2 separate regions of the Mus musculus genome follow, and region 2 is linked to region 1. Evidence: chromatin contacts called from public Hi-C data. All regions are on one chromosome and are shown on one strand. Each heading gives the region's core, a stretch centred on a gene start, on an enhancer-like site or on the middle of the called end of the contact. The rest is flanking DNA. Distances are from core to core; before and after follow the strand shown. Region 1 holds the start of Avl9 (AVL9 cell migration associated). Region 2 overlaps Nt5c3 (5'-nucleotidase, cytosolic III).

Region 1 (5,377 bases), core at 1,397-3,896:
AACTCACTTTGTAGACCAGGCTGGCCTTGAACTCAGAAATCTGCCTGCCTCTGCCTCTTGAGTGCTGGGATTAAAGGCATGCGCCACCATGTCCAGCTGTAGCTGAGTAGTTTTAGAAGCACTTAAACAACTTAATTTTTGAAACTGTAGCACATTCAGTAAAGGATTTGAAAATTCTAGGAATAACAAACCTATTTTGTGCCAACTATAGTAAACTCCAGAAGATGTACTGAAACTGTACATAAGTATATTTTAATCACAGCACTGGAATAAACATTTGCTAGGTACAATTTAAGTTTTTGTTGGTGAAGATTTGATTCAAGGCTTAAATTGCTTCCAAACTCTAGTATATAATCTATGTATCTATTTTTTGCAAGTCTGAGAAGGATCCCATTTGCCTAGACTTTAAACTTTGTATTAGCCAGGGTTCTCTAGAGTCACAGAATTTATGGAATATCTCTATAAACTAAGGGAAATTATTGGACCAACTTACAGTCTGCAGTCCAACTAACCCAACAACGTGCAGCTGTGAATGGGAAGTCCAATAATCTAGTAGTTTCTCAGTCCAAAGAGGCTAGGTGTTTCAGGTCTTCTATATAGGCTGGAATCCTGAAGAAGCAGGTTCCAATAGATGTGTTGACATTTAAGGGCAAGCAAGTGGAGAAGAAGGAAGCCTTCCTTCTTCCATTGTCCTTATGCAAGCCTCCAGCAGAAAGTATAGCTCAGATTAAAGTGTGTACCACCACACCCGGATTTGGAACTTGTTCTGTCCCAGGTTGGCCTTGAACTCAGAGATCTGCTTGCCCCAATCTGTTGGGTTTTCAGGTGTGTACTACCTTGCCTGGGCCTAAGCTTTTCATAGCCACCATGCCTTAAGATCTGGATCAAAAGTGTATGTCATCCCATGTCAAGATCCAGGTCAGAAGCCTATGTCTTCCAGCCTCAAAAACTCGATCACAGATGTGCCTATCATTTCTGGATTGTAGTTCATTCCAGATGTAGCCAGGAATAGCCATCACACTCTCCAATGTGAAAAGTTTGTCTTTTCTTACAGTTTTAATAACCATATGCCTTCTTTATCTCCTCTCCCCGTCTCAGGTCCTTCATTAGTTTATCCAGATGTACTCAGTTTAAACACTGCCTATTCTGTACTGGTTGATCTTTTCCAGCCACATCCTAAATCAGCATGAGTTAGGACCTCAGCTAAAATGGAAAAGCCAACAACCACCATTACCACCACCACCTGGCCATCCTGAACAGGTGTGCTTGTTCCTGCGGTTTTTTTGGACTATGACCCTTATCATCATCATCATCATCATCATCATCATCATCATCATCATCATCATTTATTGTCCTTGTTGTTGTCGTCATTTTTCGAGACAGGGATTCTGTGTAGCCCTGGCTGTCCTGGAACTTGCTCTGTAGGCTAGGCTGGCCTCAAACTCAGACATCTGCCTGCCTCTGGAGTACTTAGGTTAAAGGTGTGTACTTCCAAGCCTCGACTAATTTTAAAGTTATAAAGCTTTACGGGGTCATTTTACTTTGTGAACACATTTCTCTCTCTCTCTCGATTTATTTTATTTATATGAGTCCTCTGTAGCTGTCTTCAGACACACCAGAAGAGAGCATCAGATCCCATTACAGATGATCCATTACATACCATGTGGTTGGCTGGTGGGAATTTAACTCAGGACCTCTGGAAGAGCAGTCGGTATTCTTAACCGCTGAGCCATCTCTCCAGCCCTGTGAGCACATTTCTAACACTATGTAACCCACAGTTGGCTTGAAATTTGCAAACCTCTTACTTCAGCCCCTCAAGTTGTGGCATTACACACTTGCATAAAAGAAACTGTACGTATAAAAATTAAATGAAAAAAAAATCTAGCCGGGCGTGGTGGCGCACGCCTTTAATCCCAGCACTCGGGAGGCAGAGGCAGGCGGATTTCTGAGTTCGAGGCTAGCCTGGTCTACAGAGTGAGTTCCAGGACAGCCAGGGCTACAAGAGAAACCCTGTCTCAAAAAACCAAAAAAAAAAAAAAAAAAAAAAAAAAATTCTAGAGTGAAAGTAAAAAAAATTTTGAGTAAGCAAGAAACTTAACTTCAACGTTGAATACATGAGATACCAAACCTCATGAATATGTCTTCTTGCTAAACATTTAAAAATCAAGACTGAGAGATCCCACGGAAGATTTAAAGAGTGAAGAGGAAATACGTTTATAAATAAGTAAAACTGGTAAAAAGGAGGAGTAACGATATTTCATGAAGGAAAAATAGATTTTAGAAGGAAGTGATTTGACAAAGATCGTAGGGAGAAAGGAGCAGGTTTAAGAGTCAGCCAAATCAACCCCCTGTGCACACCACTTCACCACTGCACAGGGTCTGTGTCTGTCTGCCCTACCTTGCCCTGCCCCGCCCCGTCCAGCTCCGCCCCGCCCCACCGGTCGTGTAGGCCGCGCCTTCAGCTGGGGGTCCTCTTCCTTCAGGCCAGCTCTCGAGCAGGCCCCGCCTCTCCTGTTATACAGCCCCTCCCCTCTCCGCCTCCTTTTCCTTTAGACCCGCCCCCTGATCAGGCTCCGCCCATGCCGCCTCAGACCCAGCCGGGACAGGGGCCTCAGGGTACCGCCCCGCGCTGCCGGAGGCGGCTGTAGCGTCAGGTGACAGCCCGGAAGCTGCGGAAGCGGATGAAGCAGAGAGGTGGAGGCCCGGTGGGGCTCCGCGGAGGTGAGGGAGCTGGTCGGCGGCCCCGGAGCTCGTGGCGCAGCGCGTATGCGGCGCTCAGGCTGACATCCGAAGGCTGCCGCTCTGGGTCGTGCGGCCGGGCCTCGGCGTTTGGAGTCGCGGCGGGGGCCTCCGGCGAGCGTCCATGGAGAAGTCTGGGCGTGAGAGTGACGGCGCCCCCTGCGGGCCTGTCCTGCACATCGTGGTGGTCGGCTTTCACCACAAGAAGGGCTGCCAGGTGAGGACCGGCCCGCGCCTTCTCGGCGCCCCGCGGCCTTCCTCGCGGTGTGCCTCCGGGGACTGCGCGACGAGCCGCGGGGGTTCGGGTTTAGCGGAAGAATGACGGGCGAGCCTTGTGTTCCCTGTCAGTCTCCACCAACCTGCTGGGTGTCTACCCATAAAGGAGCTCTTGAGGAAAACTCGGTGTTTGGACGCCGGCACGTTACGAGCTGTGGGTTTCCACACGAATGCTCAAGTAGACTGACGCACTTGTAAGCTCCGCTCGGCTTCCTTTGTTTATCTCTTGCGAGCCTTGGAATCTGTAGTTTGGGGTTAGCGACCGGCCCCGCCCCCTTCTCTTTGTGCCATTTCAGATTTGATCCGGCCCAGAGCTATTCTTTTGGTTAGGTTAGCCCTCCAAATCGCTTGCAGTAAGTAAAAATGTAATTTGTCAAACAGATAGTGCAAATGGAGCCAGCTTCTTAAATGACTCTTCACCCTACCGTCTGAACCGAGCGTTTGCTTTGTGTTGAAGGCAAAGGAGCAAAATAGAATAGGTTTGTTTAGCCTAAACAAACACTGGAAGCCAATGATGTCATAATGTGCTAGTGAATATATATATTGAATACTTAAGGTGTTGAAAAAAACGGATTGCTTCTAGCAGAAAACGAAGCACTTGGTTTCTTTTCTTTCACAGAGAATGTAACATTAGATTTATTTACAGAAGTTCAGTTAGTTAGAAGATAACAAAAGTAGTGAAGGGAGTGGAGAAGTGATAGCTGCGAGTGTGTGTGTCAGTGTACAGGTGTGTGTCGACTGTTACCTTCAATCTAGGTGTGGTGGCACATGGCATACATCCAGCAAATGGGAGGCTTGGGGCAAGAGAATTATCTTAAATTAGACAGGGTACTTAGACCCTGCCTCAAAAAAATAGACTATTATTTTAAGATGTTATATTCGCTTATCCTCAGAAAGATATGGAATAACACTAAAGAGAGAGTAACACTATTGTGTATGATATTAAGAAGTTTTTTTAGTACTTCCTGATTACAGCCTTTGAACTAACTAGTTGCTTTATAAGCTAGGAGTAAAGTAACAAAATGACAAAAATCATACTAAAAAAAAAAAAAGATTGCTGAGATTATACTGTTATGAAAAACAGCCCCGGAGTCAGTCAGAAGTTGTAACTTTGCATCCTGTGCCATGGGTGTTCTTGTGTGTGGTAGTATAGTCATCGTGGAAGCTTGATTCAGAACTACACTGAATGGAGGGAGCTCTGGGAAGGAAACTGGAAAACATCAGAGTTGATAGGAGATAGGGTAGTCTTCGGATTCTTGCTGTCATTTGAAAGTCAAGATTATTATGTTTCTGCCTCTCTTACTGGTTTTATTAATAGTATAGCTTTCAATAAGGGAAACAGTATATAGTGTTGCATAAAGATTAGAGAACAGAGACTGTTTAAAAACAAAGATACAAGAGCAGCCTGCATGCTATCTCATTTTTTTGCCTTTGCCTTTTGGTTTCAGCATGCAGGTACAAGTGTCTGCTTTTGTAAACTAAGTTCTGTGCCAGAAGCAGGAGGCCTGTATTAGGTTACTCTTAAGACCAGCAAATCCAAAGCTTCCTAATTTGCCCTTCTTAATTTCTTTTGTCAGATAATGTATAATTACAGTGAAGCAAACAAGTCCTAGTTGAGTTTTTCCCCAATTGATGCCTAAAGTAGCTTGATTAATCATTGATCTTTTTAAAATTATACCTACTTAGGGTATTGAAGTAACAAAGCACTAAGAACCTAATCCTAGGCTGGGGAATGTAGGTAGCTCAGTGGTAGAGTGCTTGCCTAATAAGTACAGAAGGTAGATCTTTGAGTTCAAGGCCAGCCTGGTCCACAGACTGAGTTCTAGGACAATAAGGGGTATACAATAGAGAGATCCTATCTTTTTTTTTTTTTTTTTTTTTTTTTGGTTTTGGTTTCTCGAGACAGGGTTTCTCTGTATTGCCCTGGCTGTCCTGGAACTCACTTTGTAGACCAGGCTGACCTCGAACTCAGAAATCCGCCTGCCCCTGCCTCCCGAGTGCTGGGACTAAAGGCGTGCGCCACCACGCCCAGCAGAAAGATCCTATCTTAAAACAAAGATTTATCTGCTGTCATGCTCTGCTCATTTTTTTTGGTCATGCATGAATACTTAGTTACATATTTTTACACCTCTTCCAATCCCTCTTGTGTCCCTCCCTCTCCTCAAATTTTTCATTTCATCTTTGTTACACACATGCAAGCATGTGTGCATACACACATATACATTTAACCTACTGAGTATTTAGTGTTGCTAATATTTAATGTTGCTGGTGTGTATGTGTTTAGGGTTGACTACTTGGAATAGATAACCTATCAGAGACTTGTCCCTGGAGAAGGCTGAGTCTCTATATCTCAGCTCAATGA
Region 2 (5,377 bases), core at 1,597-4,096, 190 kb after region 1:
AGTGGACTTTCATCTCTGCACTGTGGCTGGCCTGGCTGAAACCACCCACGTCCCTCCTAACGGCAGGCACTAGATGAGGAATTGCAATGCCAAAGGACAGAACTACGGGGGACAGGATATCCGCCAGGTTATTTTCTCCCACTCTGACACTGTAATAGATGTCTGCTATCTTTATCAATGGAGAAAGTGATATCTACTTGTATGCTTGAGTAACTATTCAGAACTTTTCATAGTTTGCCACGAAAAAGTTTCTTAGGACTTGGTCAGCCCTGAAAAATACAAGGGCCCGAGTTCAGTCCCTAGAACACCCATTTAAAAAACTGGGTACGGTGACACAGGCTTGTAATCCCTGGATCTTGGTGACCAGCCAGCCCAGTCTACTTGGTAAGCTGGTTGGTCTGATTATGGGGAGGGCCTGTGGGCTCCACCCCAACAGATATTAAAACCTTTCCCCAAACCTCAACTAGGTGGCTTGAGATTTCAAATTTCCTTTGAGAAACTCAAACACATTCTTTAGCAGCCTACAACTTTTTTCTTATTTAAAAAGTCTTCCATGCTTCATGCTAAATGTGCCATGTCCTGGTATATCAAGATTTGCATGACTCTAACTGTTACTTCCATCCTATTGTAGCGGGATCTCTGTGCCTGGAACAGAACAAGATGAAGATGTTTTTGTATCTTGGACTTTGCAGAACATACAGTTTGTTCTCTGCTCAAAAGAAACACTGTTACTATAGATTGCTATTTTGTATAGGGCACATTAAATCAAAGTGGTAAAGTGAGGTTTTCCTATTGGTTCATTCTATCTGATACACTTAAACAGAGAACAGAGAGAGAGAGAGAGACAGTTCAGCACACAGCAAGATTTTCAGGTCTCCCAAGTGCAACAATACACAAGAAGCATGACTGATTGGCTACAGGACTGCTCAGTGGAAAACCATGTGCTTTAGTTTGTATGCAGGAGGCCATGGGATGATTCCTAGCACAAAGACAATTCAAGCCTGTAACAGGAGACTGAGACAGAAGGACCTTTGAATTTACAGGCTAGTTTGGGCTACATAGTGATACTGTCACAAGACCAAAATAGAAAAAGAAACCTGACTAATTGCACTCATAGATCCTAAAATCTAAAATGCGCTAGTAGCAAACTAGACTGTATGCTGTAACAGCCAATACAAGCAAATCAGTATCAATAAGTGACCAGAGATGAAGGACAGGGATTTGCAGGTGACTTGACTTCCTTTCGCTTTTTCTGTAGTGAGTGTCACTAGCATTACCTGGATGCAGTGATTATCAAAGTTTCAGACTGCTGGAGTCAGCTTAACAGACAGTTGTGCTAATAATTCCAGGTGGAACATTTTACAAGTTAGGCAAATAATGTAGTGTATACTTGGTCCCAAGTCCATTCCCCAAACCAGAGATTTGGTTTCAACTTGTAGGGCTTCCAGCTCCAGTCCCACTGTAGTGTGTCCCGCTCACCTGCAGACCCCTCTTTCTGACACAGTTTCACTATATAGCCCTGGCCTGCCCCAAATTTACCATCCTCTTTCTTTAGCTTCCCAAGTGCTGGGATTATGGTGTGCCTTATACCATATCTGATTCTAGTCTTTCTTTTCCTTCTTCTTCTTCTAACTACTGTCAGCACATTTCAGTTTTGCATTTCTGCATGTGACAAAGCTTAAGAGTTCTCAAGTGGTTCCCATCTGCTTCTATAAGAATCCACCAAGTGAATCAGTTGTTCTTTTAGAATTCTAACAGTTTGACAAGATAGACCTTGACCTTGGTGTGCTGATAGCTGTTCCTGAGAAAGCTGCGTATAAGAATGTAGTGATGTGAGGGCTGGAGAAATGGCTCAGTGGTTAACCTCACTGGCTACTGCCGCAGAGGACTTGGGCTCTGTTCCCAGCACTCACGTGGCAGCTCACAACCATCTGTAACTCCAGTTCCAGGGCATCTGGTGTCCTCCTCTGATCTCTCTAGGCATCAGGCACACACATGCAGGCAAAATATTCATATGTATAAGTAACAGTGATGCACATAAATAAACCTTTAAGAGTGGTATTTCAAAAATAAAATGACATTTATTGTTTTCTCAATAGGCTCAAGTAATCCTGTACCTTAGGCTCCTGTAGTTTAAACTACAGGAGGGCATGCCACAGCTGCTTAGATTATGGTGTTCTTAATGCTGTCTCTAACCTAAATTCCCAATTAGAAGGGCATGTGGAGAAATATGAATAAGACAATGTGATGTGACAAGGTAGAGAAGACTACCACGAGTACAGAGGATGTTTCAGGCTGCGGTATCTACTTCCACCTACTTACAAGAAGGAGCTTACCAACAGATTATGCAACCCCTCATCAACTGCAAGATGATTTTGTATCTTTTGTACTCTAGTAGACTAAAAAAAAAAAAAAGGAAGGGAGAGAAGGCAAACAGCATATAAAACAAAATGACAAGATGACAAACAAGTCTGCCACATCTGGGTGTTGTCATACTTGTTTAAAATTTATAGCTTAATGTTAAGGTAACTCTGAGGGTTTACATGAGAGTACATAGTCTGCCAGGCATGGCAGCTCATACACTCAGCTCCAGAACTCAGGAGGCAAGAACAGGCAGATCTCTGAGTGTACAAGGCTAAAGCTACATAGTAAAATACTGTCTTAAAGAGGAGAGGGAGAGAGAGAGAGAGAGAGAGAGAGAGAGAGAGAGAGAGAGAGAGAGAGAGAGAGAGCATAACGTTCAGACAATGAATGTACACCAAGAAAAAAAAAATTTAACTACCTATCCAGCAACACAACTAGTGCAGCAACATTGGAAAGCAGCCTACTGCAGCAGGAGAAGCCTGCCACCTGCTGACAGAAGGCTGCATCACGTAGTCGTTCCTGACTGATGGGGGTGTGTATTAGTCAGGCTTCTCTAGAGTCACAGAACTTATGGAATGTCTCTATATTGAGGGAATTTATTGTGATGATTTACAGTCTGTAGTCCAATTAACCCAAGAATCTAGTAGTTGCTCAGTCTTGAGGCGAGTTGTTTCAGCTGGTCTTCTGTAGAAGTAAGTAGGTTCTAACAGATGTGCTGGCAAGTAAGTACAAGCAGTTAAAGAAGAGTGACTCTTCCTGCTTCCAATGTCCTTATGTAGGCTTCCATTAGAATGTGTGGTACAGATTAAAGGCGTGTACTACCTTGCCTGGGTCTAAATTTTCATGGCCACTATGCCGCAAGATCTCCATGCCAAGATCTAATCCAGCTCAGAAACTGGTGTCTTCCAGCCTCAAGATCTGGATCACAGGCGAGCCCTCCAATTCTAGATTGTAGTTCATCCCAGATATAGTCAACTTAACAACCAGGACTAGCCATACAAGGTGTTTAGTTTGTTTGTTGTATTTAATGACTTTTGTTTGCTTATTTAATTAAATAATGTATTTATTTTAGAGACAGAGTCTCACTAAATAACCCTGGCTAGCCTGGAACTCACAAAGCTCCATTTGCCTTGGCCTCTCAAGTGCTACTGGCCAGGCCATGGCTGATACTTTAATGGGAGGAAAACAATCTCTCAGGTAAGGTACTCACACTACATTTAAATACATGGTGAAAATGCTGACGCTATCAGCCAGAGGCTTTATACGTAGTTTGGAACTAGGGGACACAGAAAAATGAAAGGGCCGCCTCACTCTCTTGGTTCTGGTTTAAATATCTTGCCTCGCTGTCTCATTACATCCATGGACTTCAACATACTGGACCAGGCCAGCTGTGAAAGACCAGTAGTCACCTTTCTGAGAAGCATCACAAACTGCTAAGTGACCAATGAACCACAGCCCAGCTCCCTGACCCGTACACAGGTAAGAAGGGTCCCTGTCATGAACCATACACAATCTAGCTCTCTGTCACCTATGTCATCGTGACCCTTCCTTCTGTTTTGGTTATATTGCTTTGGTTCTTGTTCTTCTTCCCTTCCCCCTTCTTCTTTTTGCACTGAGGCAGTATCTCATGCAGTAGCTGATGCATTATATATCCCAGAGTAGTCTAGAAATTGTAAAAATTATCCTGCTTCAGCCTCCTAAGTACTAGGATGCGCATGAGGCACCAACCTAATCTTAATAAAGTTTCCTGTTCACCCGAAAGCTTGCACAATATGTCTAGTAAGTCTCCTCTTGAAGGGCAGAATTCTTTGGATAGGAAAAATAACTATAACAGAAGAAATACCCATATCCCAATTCAAATTTAGTAGCAGATTAACCAGCTCTAAAGGCCCCAAATGATTCTCAGTCTACCAGGACTGCAAGTTTGAGGCCAGCCCTGTCTATACAGTGATTTTTAGAATAGTATGGGATACACTGCAAATACCTGTCTGAAAAATAAAGAACAGCCCTCAGGAGACTAAGACAGGAGAATCACAAATTTGAGGTCATGTGGCTGTATAGCAAGACCTTCTTTCAAAATAAAATAACGAATAAATAATTAATAATGATAAAAATCAGATAATTATGGGGGCAAATGTTCTATGGTAGATTACTTGCTTAGCACACGCCAGGACCAGAATTCAATTCCCAGCACAACCAAAATTTAAAATAAAAGTTCTTTTATGTATTCTAATTATCTCTAAATGATTTTTATGCTTAAACTACTTTTAAAGCAAGAAAAGGTAAATAAGAAAAGGATTTTGCACAAAACTATATAGGAAATATTTCAACTACTATGAAAATTAAAGCCAAGCCTTTGTGGAGATTTTATACAGCTCTAGAAGTTGAAGCTCTCTGTTCTCTCTCCCTCTCCCTCCCTCCCCACCTCTCCCTCCCATTTTCTGAGACAGTGTTTCATACAGATAGTGATAGGCTTGCACCTCTGCCCCTACTGAGCTGACAGGATTACAAGTGTGTGCCATAACACCTGGCTTATGTGGTAATGGGACTGCATGCCAGGCAAATGCTCTCCAATCGAGCTACAGTTCCAGACACGAAACTTATTTTAAATTCTGCTCCCTATTTCTAGGTTTTAGTAATGCCAATTTGGTGTGTGCTCAGAAAAAGAGAAAAACATCAGTTTAATGATTCTAAATTCATTCTGGATTTTATTAATTAACTATTTTTTTTAAAAAGCACACAAAGACTCTTCAGCAAATTAACCACTACACTTGTCATCAGAGAATGCAAACGAAAACTATATTGCAATTCCATCTTACCCCAGTGTGATGGTTTGTATATGCTTGGCTCAAGGAGTGGCACTATTAGGAGCTGTGGCCTTGTTGGAGTAGGTGTGTCACTGTGGGTGTGGGCTTAAGACCCTCACCCTAGCTGTCTGGAAGTCAGTCTTGCACTAGCAGCCTTCAGATGAAGATGTAGAACTCTCAGCTCTGCCAGCATCATGCCTGCCTAG

The links. A called contact is a pair of places that touch in the nucleus more often than the background predicts.
Region 2: a Hi-C map of liver shows a contact between it and region 1, with 1.9 times the contacts expected there. The contact joins the enhancer-like site here to the promoter of Avl9 in region 1. A contact is called at or near these places in 22 of 39 promoter capture datasets (the 3T3-L1 cell line, 3T3-L1-derived adipocytes, the C10 cell line and 16 more), 43 of 484 Hi-C or Micro-C datasets (the AML12 cell line, B cells, the C10 cell line and 33 more), 9 of 115 datasets of contacts at active chromatin or transcription factors (CD8 T cells, bone marrow-derived dendritic cells, bone marrow-derived macrophages and 5 more) and 4 of 9 other capture datasets (adipose tissue, liver, macrophages and 1 more).

What each region holds. Positions count from the first base shown.
Region 1 is chr6:56,712,259-56,717,635 of GRCm38.p6, forward strand. Avl9 (AVL9 cell migration associated) reads left to right here and starts at 2,647. Exons shown (of 16, transcript NM_030235.1): 1 at 2,647-2,956. The coding sequence starts at 2,864.
Region 2 is chr6:56,906,270-56,911,646 of GRCm38.p6, forward strand. The region is part of intron 1 of Nt5c3 (5'-nucleotidase, cytosolic III); the gene reads right to left. Among named protein-coding and RNA genes, the nearest start is that of Nt5c3, 15 kb to the right of the region's middle. Within about 2 kb of position 2,847, at least 24 of the 459 cell types and tissues checked have an H3K27ac peak or open chromatin away from gene starts, as enhancers often do. A contact at or near this core is called in B cells, the G1E-ER4 cell line, hematopoietic stem and progenitor cells and 3 more, where this site is marked.